Linked DNA regions of Oryctolagus cuniculus: region 1 is linked to region 2. A link is a contact called in public Hi-C data. All regions are on one chromosome and are shown on one strand. Each heading gives the region's core, a stretch centred on a gene start, on an enhancer-like site or on the middle of the called end of the contact. The rest is flanking DNA. Distances are from core to core; before and after follow the strand shown. Region 1 has its middle 330 kb from the start of ZSWIM6. Region 2 holds the start of SMIM15 (small integral membrane protein 15).

Evidence for each region. Hi-C and Micro-C count contacts between places; a contact is called where the count stands out from the background.
Region 1: a Hi-C map of an unstated tissue shows a contact between it and region 2, with 3 times the contacts expected there. The contact joins the enhancer-like site here to the promoter of SMIM15 in region 2. A contact is called at or near these places in 2 of 6 Hi-C or Micro-C datasets (ear pinna and an unstated tissue).

The regions. Positions count from the first base shown.
Region 1 is chr14:82,515,623-82,521,387 of mOryCun1.1, reverse strand. No RefSeq gene overlaps it. Among named protein-coding and RNA genes, the nearest start is that of ZSWIM6, 330 kb to the right of the region's middle. Within about 2 kb of position 2,312, at least 1 of the 8 cell types and tissues checked has an H3K27ac peak or open chromatin away from gene starts, as enhancers often do.
Region 2 is chr14:82,009,460-82,015,181 of mOryCun1.1, reverse strand. It overlaps SMIM15 (small integral membrane protein 15), which reads left to right and starts at 3,821. Exons shown (of 4, transcript XM_070056740.1): 1 at 3,821-3,957; 2 at 4,378-4,487; 3 at 5,034-5,187. The region is part of intron 3 of NDUFAF2 (NADH:ubiquinone oxidoreductase complex assembly factor 2); the gene reads right to left.

The sequences.
Region 1 (5,765 bases), core at 1,063-3,562, 510 kb before region 2:
CATATGGGATGCCAGCACTGCAGGTGGCAGCTTCACCCACTATGCCGCAGCGCCGGCTCCAGTAGCATATTCTAATTCGTGAAATCAAACACGCCCAGTGTTCACAAGCTGTTACAGGGAGCTCAGACGTGTGGCTCTTACCTATAGTTTCAGAGAAATCTCTTGTTGAAAGACACCAATATGGGTTCCAGTTGACAAAGTATGCAGTGATTCATGAGTGTCTGTGTCCATGCGTTTCAATGGTTCCACTCACACAACCGAGTCCACAGCCCCACAAGTAGGGCATTAGGAAAGAGCACACCTGCAGCCGGTGCTTAGCCCAGCTGTTGAAACATCTGCATTCTGCATCACATCTGGGTTCCCCCCTCCCTCCCTTTCTCCCTCCCTTTCTCTCTTCCTTCCTTCCTTCCTTCCTTCCTTCCTTCCTTCCTTCCTTCCTTCCTTCCTTCCTTCCTTTCCAAGATGTATTTATTTGGAAGTCAGAGTTAGAGAGAGAGAGAGAGAGATGTTCCATTGGCTGGTTCACTCCACATATGCTTACAGCAGTTGAGGCTAGAAGAGGCTCAAGCCAGGAGCCAGGAACTCCATCCAGGTCTCCCACATGGGCGGCAGGAGCGCAGTACTCAGGCCACGTGGGCTGCCTTCCCTCTCTGGCCACAGAGGGCATGGTGGACACACAGTGACCACCTGGCGATGCCTCTGCCGGTGATCACCGTCTGCAGGTGGACACGAGACAGCCACTGCAGGGCCGCACGTGAGAGAGTGGGTTCACCAGACTCCCTCACGTCCCGTCAGGTTCTCTGCTGTTGTCTGTCTCGCCTAACAGCAGGTCCATGGACTCACACACACACACACACACACACACACACAACTCAAGCCAGAATGGGGGGGGGGGGGCGTGTCATAAATGCAGATTCCGGGGCCTCATCTCAGCTACATCAACTCGGCAACTCTGAAACTGGAGCCAGGGACTCTGCACTTAGACATGGCTTTGCCCCCTGGAGTTGAGAACCCCTGAAAACCAGTGCCGCCGCCTCCATTCTCCCAGTCTCCACCGTCCCCTGTCCATGTGCCCAGCATTCCCCTCCGCCCCTCCCCTCTTGAGGCCCGCCCACGGGGACGCTGCTGGGCTGGAGAAAGACCGCCAGGCATTCCAGCCTCTGACGCTGCCCAAGAGCCGGCTCTGCCCTTGCTGGGCCGTGACTGATCCTCGGAGCTCTCACTCGGCTCCCAGAGGCCCTGGCTGACTCACTCAAGACGAACACCGGGCAACCAAATTCAAGCAAAGCGGCTGAATCCACAGCCCCGATTTGGCCAGGACTTACAAACAATAGAGACGGTTGCCATCGCCCCACCTCCCAGGGATGGCGCATGAACCGAAGATGGTCATGACCCTGTAGCTCGCTCAGCTCAGGGCACATTCTCTGAACCCTTCTCATGTGCACAGAATCTGCGTGGCGCCCGTCCTCCCGCGGCGTGGAGAGGCGGCTCTTTTCCCACAAGTAGAGCGATTGCTACCGCGGCTCTAAATCAAGCATAAGAGCAAAAGGTGAGAGGGAGGAGACGGAGGGAGCAGGAGAGAAGAAACAGAGCGAGATGCAGAAAAGCAGGAAGGATTTCAGGTGCTGGATGGACCCAGCTGGCCAGGGTGTGAGATCCGGCCTCGGCGGGGACCGGGCTGCACGCAGCGACAGTCTCTTCTCCGGTCCCACAAGATTGCAAAGGGACGAAGACAGCAATACAAGGGGGCTACAGAAAAGCCACCCCCAAAAAATGGCATTAAAGGGTTAGTTGGTTCATGCACAGTCCTTGCATAAGGAACTTCCTGGGCTGTCGGAAGACTTTGCAAATGGTGAAATGTTTTCCACCCGCAGCGTCTGCTCCTCGTTTGCCACGGAGAAGGGCTGGCCACAGCGCCAGCCAAAGACCGCGGATGCTCAGGCCAGGGGGGAGTTCCCCTCTGCTGTCGCCGTCCACCGTGTTCACCACGTTGCCGCGGCACCTGCCCCCAGCTGCTATTTTCGCAAGACACTGAAAACGAAAAGAGCATGGGCGTCAGTCCGCGCCGACCGCCTGTGGAAGCAGCAGCCGGGCTGAGGCTGAACGCCTCGCACCGAGCTCAGGGTGCACCACGCTCACGTTTATTTTGAGCCCAGCAGGGCCCGAACCACAGCTTCCTTCCTGCCTTCTGCTTGGTCAGCGCGGAAGATCTGCTGCCACAGGCTCGCTGCGCTCCCTCCGGGGCTCTCCCTCTCCTGCTCGGCGGCGTCTAAGAGGCCAACACTCCACGGAGAGACTTCCCCCAGCTCTTGTTGCTGCCTCACCCCTCCTCAGCTCCTTGCGCAGTCCACCAACCAGCGAGCGGGCCTCGCCGCACGGTGCGCGCCTCACCGGGGCCTAGCCACGAGGGGGAGCCAGAGAGCAACGAGGGCCGAAGGCGCCCCCGAAGCAGCCGACTGCCCCGCATGGGCGCGCTCCCCGGAGAAGCATCCTCACTCAGAGTGCCTGGGTGGGTCTCGGTGTTCTCGATCAAGAACGGATGGAAACCAAACAATTAATTTAGAAAGCAGCACACAAGAACCTAAACATTATTTATGTCTCTAATTATCTCATTCTAGTGGGTATTTTAGTCCCTGTCTGGTCAGAACATTAATTATCTTCATAACTACAGCAAAAGTTAAATAATAAGCACCCAAGGCTACTGCACGACTGTAATGTGCAAGCTTAAATGAACTTATAAATTTTATTAATGGATGCTTTATACAACTCCATATATTATAAATCAAACAAGAAACCTATTTCTATCCTTCAAGGGTGTGGCGAAAAAGCTTTAATATTATGGAAGATAATTTTTATTAAGTTTAAAACTCCCCCCCCTTTTTTTTTCAGTAACGAGACTGTTATGAGGATAATTTAATCTAGTTTGTCATGAGGCACCCCGGCTTGTTAAATAAGTTAATAAATGACTGTGCATTAATCAAAGTGACAAAGCTATGAAGAGCTGGGGATGGGAGACAATTCTAGTGATAGTATTAATTAGTATTTAATTAGAAACTTAGGGCCCATAAATAAAAAAAGAAGATCATGGTAGAGACGTTTATGCAAATTGCTTCGAGCCTACAGTGGAGTTAGCTTTGCTTTAAAGAAACATGATTTTTTTTCTTAGCACACTGTACACAGCAGCACTGTGGCCATGTCACGTGGCTTAAAGGAGGCTCTTCTTTTGTCTCCAATTTGTTCCAATTACAGGCCTGTAAATTCAAATCATTCTTTTGACTGTCTTGATTGAAATGTAGAGTTTCCACAATTTCTTCTGGGAGTTCTTTTATTTTCTTTAATAAAAAGGGAGAAATGTTTTAAAGACATGAAAAAAAGAGTTTTGGATTTTTTTTTTTACTGCTCTTTTAGTTAGCAGCCATGCCACCGTTTTCTGAGAACAATTGTGGACTGCATTTGGGACACAAATGACGCCTCCTTCTCTAATCCTAGCGTGCTCTAACTGTGTCTTGTTAGGTGATGTTATATCGAAGACTGCATCGCCTCAACAGCCGTCATTTCTATGATAACCACAGCACTTTCACCTTTTCTCCCAATAACATGGTTTGATAAATGGGCAATTTTTGATGGCCCAAAAGGATAATAACCATTTGGTTACAAACGCCACCGCTTTCCTGGGGTACAAGCCCCACCTCTACAGACCTGATTATTTGTTGCATTTATTCCAGAAAGGTTATCCCCAGGAAAACTGCCTTTTCTATTCAACAGTCTATCTCTGTCATGGCTCATTTATGTGTGAGTGTGACGGACTGAAGCCCATATTCTTCACAGCTGACACGTGTCAGGGCGACAGTTCAATCAGCCTTGCCTTGCCGTGGCGCCCAGGGCCCCGTGTTTGAAGTCGGACAATAAGGCAGGCAGCACAATCAAGGCAAACTGATCCAAGCCCTGATGTTAAGGGGATTCTGCCTAATAACACGGGGCGGGCTGCTGGCTTGTTGTGGTTTCTCCTCTCCAAATACATTAGTCCTTAGCCAGCGACGTGGCCCTTAAGAAAAGCTGTGACTGACATGAAAACGCTGAAGTTTTCCTGTGGTTGGTTTATCCAGAACCTCATGGGGCTGCTGCTTTGTGCAGGCTGGTTTTTGTCCAAGTCAGAAAACTAATGTATTCCGCGTCTGATCACTTTTAGGGAGCTATGTGAATGGGATTTTAAGGCAAACGTCCTGATGTTGACACTGGAATCAGTTCCTTGTCCCTTTGTTTTACATCTGTGGGATAGATCATTTGCATCGGCGTAATAAAATTAAATCCTCCAGCAAGGCCCCACCAGCAGCCGCGTCAGCACTGCCAGCTGTGTTTCTTGGGGTTACGTCTCTCTAGAACGCGGGCGATAATGCAAACATATCTTCCAAATAAAACTCCTTCGGCCTGGGTACCTCGCAGACTCAAACGTTGATTAAAGCAATTCACGGCGAATCCCGGTGATCCAGAGCAGAGCCAAAGTCGATAAGATGCTAATGACCCTCAGTCCCCTCCTGGCCCGAGCTCCTCCGCAGCCTGGAAGCCACTCTCGGCGTACAAGAGCGCCCTTCGGAGGGGACTCACCCCTTTGGAAGCGGTCAGAACACTACGTGCCTCCAGTGGAGAGTAAGCCAAAGACCCCCTTGAAGGCCCAGAGAAGCCCCATCCAGCTTCCCTACTTGGTGGATGAGGCTCAGACGCACTGTGTGACTTCCAAGGTCAAAGAGCTCATGAGCAGTGGTGGCAGGACAATGTGACCAACGATGACAAAATTCTCTGTGTCCCGCGGCTCTTCCTCGGGCTCTAACAAGGCAGGGCCGAGTGAGTGTGGAAGGCCGATGAAAAGCAGAAGCCAGGAATCCGACTATGAGTCACGATGCCAGGAGCTCCGAGCGTGACTTACGCCAACTCCCACTGTGCAGACAGTTCAGGAAGTTGTGAGAAGTGTGTCCTCTGGGCGCTGGTTAGTCCCTGTCCACACCGCTTGACCCCAGCTCAGCCCGTGACCCACACCCTCTGCCCAGCTCTGGCCCTCAGTGGGGCCTGCAGCACTGGTCAATGAGAGGGAAGCCCCTCCCCACTTCAGTGTTTGGTCCCACATCTCTGAAGAGGCCGGCTTCCTCTTTCAGGCTCCGGCTGTCATGGGCCCCATCACTCCCCTTGGCTCCTAGCCCCAAGGGCTAACAGCTCCCGAGGATGCTAAACTCTGGGCCTTGGCGTCTCATGTATGCTCCTAGCCCTGTGCATACTTCTTTTATTTATTTATTTATTTATTTATTTATTTATTTATTTTTGACAGGCAGAGTGGACAGAGAGAGAGAGACAGAGAGAAAGGTCTTCCTTTTGCCATTGGTTCACCCTCCAATGGCCGCCGCGGCCGGCGCGCTGCGGCTGGCGCACCGCGCTGATCCGATGGCAGGAGCCAGGTGCTTCTCCTGGTCTCCCATGGGGTGCAGGGCCCAAGCACTTGGGCCATCCTCCACTGCACTCCCTGGCCACAGCAGAGAGCTGGCCTGGAAGCATGCTTGTGTGCATTAGCCTCCATCACAGTCCGCTGACTGCTGGGCCCCTGCCTGACAGATGCAACTATTTGGGTTCTTAGCTGGTTTTTCTACCTCCGGTCCAGTATTTCCTGACATATTTTGGAATCCCAGGATGAGTGCTATGGACTAGCTTCCCAGAAAGAAATTCACCTGCACACACACACACACACACACACACACATACTTGCAGAATTTTGCATC
Region 2 (5,722 bases), core at 2,572-5,071:
TACCTATTCGGGTATCAGCCTACAGGTACCAGGGCTGAGAGGGGTGTTGGCTACGCCCCCAGGACCGCCCTGGCCTTCGCACCAGTCCAGCAACAATCTTGGAGCCAGGGGCAGCGCACAGCCTAAGGGGAGGGAGGGAGGTCACATCTGAGAACCTGAAGCGGGGGAAGGTGGCCGCCCAGAAGCCCTGACCTCCAATCTCCCGGTTCTTGTTTTGAAGACATTCTCTCTTTCAGAAACTTTTCATTATCTCCTTAACTGGCCATAAGTGGAAGACGCATGCCTTCTAGTTTGAACAAGTATTTCCTGATAGCATTAGATCATATTTAATTTTGGAAGTGTGTATGCCAAATAACACTTAGTAATGGTTAAAAATAAATAACAGTAATTGAAAAACATTCTTTTGTCTAGCTGGACAGGCCTGCATGAGTTTTCCAGAAACTAATTTGGTGATACTCTGCAAGTACAGCAGGTTGAAAGGAAATGGGCAGAGTTACGACTGATTCAGAGGGGAGGTGAACGGGAATGACCCACTGAGGGACTGGCCTACTAGCAGAGAAAGGCAAAACAAGGAAGTCAGAGGTTGACAGGTCACATGTGCTGGATGAAGTAGCCTTCAACTGGCGAGGTTGCAAAAAACCTCCCCAGCACTGGCTCTTTGAGACATGCTGCCACCACCTGGGCAACAGGCAGTTTGGAAGCATGGAGGGATTTTAGTTGTTATTATTGCATAACCATTATACAGTCAAAAAACATACTTTCATTTTACAAAATTAGCATTTTTGACCAAGTATGTGAACATTAAAGAAGAGGAAGGATTTTGTCTGTATGTGTTTGGAATAGTCTAACTTTTTAGGTCTCTAGTTCCTGCTCTGTGGCTTTGGTCTCAGGATTTTAGCATGACGCTCAGTACCTGGCACACAGTAAAGACTCATTAAGTAGCTTTAAAAAAATGCGGGTGGATAGTGAACATGTTTGTATCCTATGCTGGCGTGCCTGAGTTCCACACTCATCGCTGGGTCCTGATTCCAGCTTCCTGTTAATGTAGTCCCTGGGAGGCAGTGGTGGTGGTTCAAGTAAGTGGGTTCCTGCTAACCATATGGGAGACTTGGACTGTGGCCCAGGCTCCTGGCTTTGTACTACCGTCCCCACTATTGTGGGCATCTAGGGAGTGAACCACTGGATGGGAGCTCTGTCTCTCAAATAAATGAACATTTAAAAAATTCTTGACTATCCTCTTTGAAATAGTAATAAAATTAATTCTTTAAAGTCATATAAGTATACCTGAAGTTGGTTTACTCACAAAATGCCCACAATAACTAGGGCTGAGCAGGGCTGAAGCTAGGAACCAGGATTTAATGTTTCTCCTACATGGGTGGTAGAGACTCAAGTACTTCAGCTATCACCTGCTGGCTCCCAGGATACACATTAGCAGGAAGCTAATTCCAAAGTAGAGGTGGGACTGAAACCCATGCACTGCAATACAGGATGCAGGTGTCTTAAGTGCAGCTTAACTCTTGTGCCAAACACTTGCTCCTCACACTTGCCCCTAAATTGGTATTCTGAAAGATAGTTAAGACAGAATAGAAACCTGATTAAGGATCTGTTCAAGGAAGACCTAAAGAAAACTGGCAATGCTGTTTCTTCTAAATATCTTACTATGCTGCTGTTGATGAAGCAAAAGGCAAAAAAATAGCCGAGTCTGTTCAATTTGTAGGTGTGTGGTTTTTTTTTTTTTTTTTTTTTTTTTTTTTTTTTTAATTACAGGCAGAGTGGACAGTTAGAGAAAGAGAGAGAGAGAAAGGTCTTCCTTTTGCTGTTGGTTCACCCTCCAATGGCCGCCGCGCTGATCTGATGGCAGGAGCCAGGTACTTCTCCTGGTCTCCCATGCGGGTGCAGGGCCCAAGGACTTGGGCCATTCTCCACTGCACTCCCTGGCCACAGCAGAGAGCTGGCCTGGAAGAGGAGCAACCGGGACAGAATCCGGCGCCCCGACCGGGACTAGAACCCGGTGTGCCGGCGCCGCAAGGTGGAGGATTAGCCTAGTGAGCCGCGGCGCCGGCCTTAATTTGTAGGTTTTTAAAAGCTGAAAAGCCACTAGAGATCACCCAGTGTGCAGAAGAGGAAACAGGTTCCGAGTGATGCATCAGCAAATTCAGGCTAGTGGTGAGACAGGATCCGTGACCTTCAGCCCCCAAGTTCAGACTCACTGCAGAAAGTAACCCTTGGTAATCGTTCCTGGGCTTGTAGCCTGCTCCGTAACTAGAAGCTAGATCAGTGAAATTCGATTGTTGAAGACACGGGCTAGATTGCAGGCAAGACCTGCCTACAGAGGTTTCCGACTTGTGTGCCTTTTCTTCCTGCCTGGGACTCCTATGCTTTTAACCTGAGATGTACCAGAACAATTCCTGGGAGGAAGTGATTGGAAAAACCGTCTACCCAGGATTCAAACTGGCCTCTGGAAGAAACGGTGTTAAAATAATAAATTCAAAGCCGTTCTTTGATTCACTGCTTGGGTGTTTAAAAAAAATCCAGATAATTCTAGCGAGTAAAGTTTTCAGTGCACACAATCCTGCGACTGAGTCTGCTCTTTCTGGCTACCACAGGTACAGGCGAGGTCTAGGCAGGCAGACTTTGAAACCATCATCCAGGTTTTCAAACAAGAATGAGTAAGACAACTGCTGGTAATACAACATGCAAACATTAACATATGCCCAAGGAACAGTATTTTAGATCGTTACATTATCTGCCAAAAGCCTGTTCCCTGGTAAATAATAGTTACTGTTGTTATACCTAAACTAGTTATACATGTCACAGCTTGCTCCTCAAAGAACATGCTATGGTCTTTCAAGAATAAAAACCTGCTTTGTTTGGCACACAACAGCGAAGAGGTCTTGCAACATTTGCCAGAGGTAATCAAACAGAGCAGCTCCGTGCAAGCAACAGCAAAATCTGGTCACCAACCAAAGCAGAGCTAAGCTTTCAGTTCCTGAAGATCAGAAGACAATATTAACTCACCCTTTCTGCTTGTTGACTTTTGCATCGCTGTATTTGTGTATTGAAAGAACAAGTACCTCTGTGGGAACTCTATGCCCTGGCAGTTTAATTATTTATCAAGTTTACTTTGGACAAGTATCGATCATTCTTTTGTGAAATGAGTGAAGTTCTTAAATTAAAAACAAACAAACAACAGAACGCCGTTCTCACGCGGCATGGCTGCATCGCCCCTTCATGACGAGGTTCAGGAGACCCCTCACGGCTCCGCGGCTGCTTTGTCTGTCTGCTCTACGTGAGGACTTCGCGATCGTCCGGGCCGGTTCTCCACCAGCTCGCCAGCATCCGTCAGGGCACCATCGCCTGGACCCGGCGGCTGGTGAGGGCCGGGGACCATTGCCTCCCCCCCGCCGCTCGGGGTCTGGGGTCTGGGCCTCCCGCGGCCGGAGACCTCACGCCCCCGGGACCCTCCGGCTCTCCGGCTGCAGCAGCAGCGGGTGCTGCTCCCCCGGCCGGCCTCGCGGAAGACCCCATAGTTTCGGACCCGCTCCTGCAGGCCTGAGGCCGCACAGCGCCTGGTCGCACACCCCTTCGCGCCCGGCCGGCGGCCAGCGCGTCGGGCTGCGGTCCCCGCGGGGAGTCCCCGCGCCGCGCGGCCTCACCTGCCGCTCCCCGGAAATCTCGGCGCCGCCGGGCCCTCCCTCCCCTCCGCGTCCTCGAAGTCCAGGTCCCGGGGCCCAGCGAGCCCCCGCGCAGCCGGAACTGGCCGCCGGCCCTCCCCACGCCCAGGTCCCGGCGGGGCCCGTCTGTGGGCGGGACGCGAGGGCCGCGGCTTCCGCCTTCCTGCTTCCGGCCGGGCGGCGCGCGGGGAGCGGGAGTCCGGGCCCCCGGCGCGCGCGGGAGTGGAGCCTGGTGGCGGCCGCTGCCGTGCGGAGCGGAGCGGAGCGGAGCTGGCGTCGCAAGGTGCGGCGGGGTCGACCGCGGGCCCCCGGGCTTGCGGGGCTGTGCGCGCCCCGCCCGGGCCGCGGCGGGTCGAGGAAGCCTGCGTTTTGCAGGCCCGGGGGCAGCGGTGAACGTGGCCCCGAGCGCCCTGGGCCCCGATGGGGTAAGGAAGGAGGAAAGGACAAAGGAGCGAGTGCGGGCGGCGGCCCAGGGCCCCGCACCCCCTTACCTCGTGGGGTGCCTGGCAGGGCTGGTGGCGAGAGGAAGCCCCGCCGACCAGTTTGCGGGGGACGGAGACGAGACAGGCGCCCAGGTCCCAGAGGAGACAGGGGAGATGCGTGTGCGCCTTTTGGACAGTAACTCGTTTCCTTGTGTTCCCAGCTGAAACTTCTGCCCTAAGACGGGTCCTTGACTCCTGCTTCACCCCCCTCTTTATTGCAGAGTTCTTTTGCTTATCTCTGAAACTTGAAGTAGTTAACTCGTCGGCCTGGAGAAAGATCCATCCCAGAAGAGCCTGGTTCGACCGTGTGGCGTAGGAAGTCTGGGCGAAGGTATTTAATGAAGTGGGAGGACACCTGGGTGTGCTCTGGTTGAAAATCGATTTTCGTTGAAAATTAGAAGAAACCATGGAAAGACATGAAAGTGGCAGTTGCCTTGAGGGGATGGGATTGCTGATGAATTTAAGTTTCTTTGGTCTGTCTCTTCCTATAAAGGACCTGAATTGTACACCAGATAACCCTTGCTTGTGCCAGGTGCTTGAGTTGGTAATGATGTACCCAAATCCAGTGAACAATACCGTGTAACTTCTCACTACCAACTTTTTTTTTTTTTTTTTACTGTTAGTGAACGTCATCGATAATTTTATTCTTGAAATAAGTAACTTAAAATACTTGATTTCCAGTAATAGGAATTTCTTAGAGGACATTGGCAGTTGTAGTAAACTCAAATAAAGGCAAGGTATTAAATGCTTATAATTGAGAAGCAATTTTACCTGTCAGTTTTAGGTTGCATATATAGAATTCAGTTTCCATTTAACACTTTATTGCAAGTAGCCTGAAAGTTGCAACTTAAGTGCTTTTTCTTTTCTCAGTTTTCAGCTCATCACCGGCATAGATTTCCCACGTCTCAGAAGCAAGCATACAGTAGAACTAGAGGAGGTGACAAAAACCAAAAACCGAGGGTCATCTGAAATTGTAACTGGCTCACTGATGATCGTTGGGCAAAGTTAAGAGATCACCATTCAAGCATAAGGTAAATGATGATTTTTTGTAATCCAAGCTGAAATCGTAAGTGGCTGTCTGTACACCCATTTCCTACCCAGCTACTCTAATTCTCCATCTTGAATAGGAGTTGACACAAATGTGGGAGGTAGAAAAGCCTTTGGGGCAAAATGGGAAATGGAACTCAAGTCCACACCAGCCTCACTTGCTGGACCCATCTTCCTTACCAACTCAGAAGGGATCAAAATGCAGGGCACCTGCCATCATTGCTCTTCTCGTGGATTAAATTATGTTTATTTCAATGGAGATCTTCAAAGCTCAAAGGGCATAAAATAGCATAAAATAGCACATAACTTTTTGCTTATGCCTTTTGGTATATGAATGTCGATGTTATGGTGGCTCTCTTAGCCTCTCTTCCACTCCTGAAAATGGCTATCCATTGCCTGCTTTTCTGTGAGAGCATTTCACACGATTGATGATTGGTACTTTTGTTAATTAGTACTCAGTAGTACTAAGGATATGTTAATGAATGACAAACAGGATTCAGTTGTTTCCTGGAATGAGCT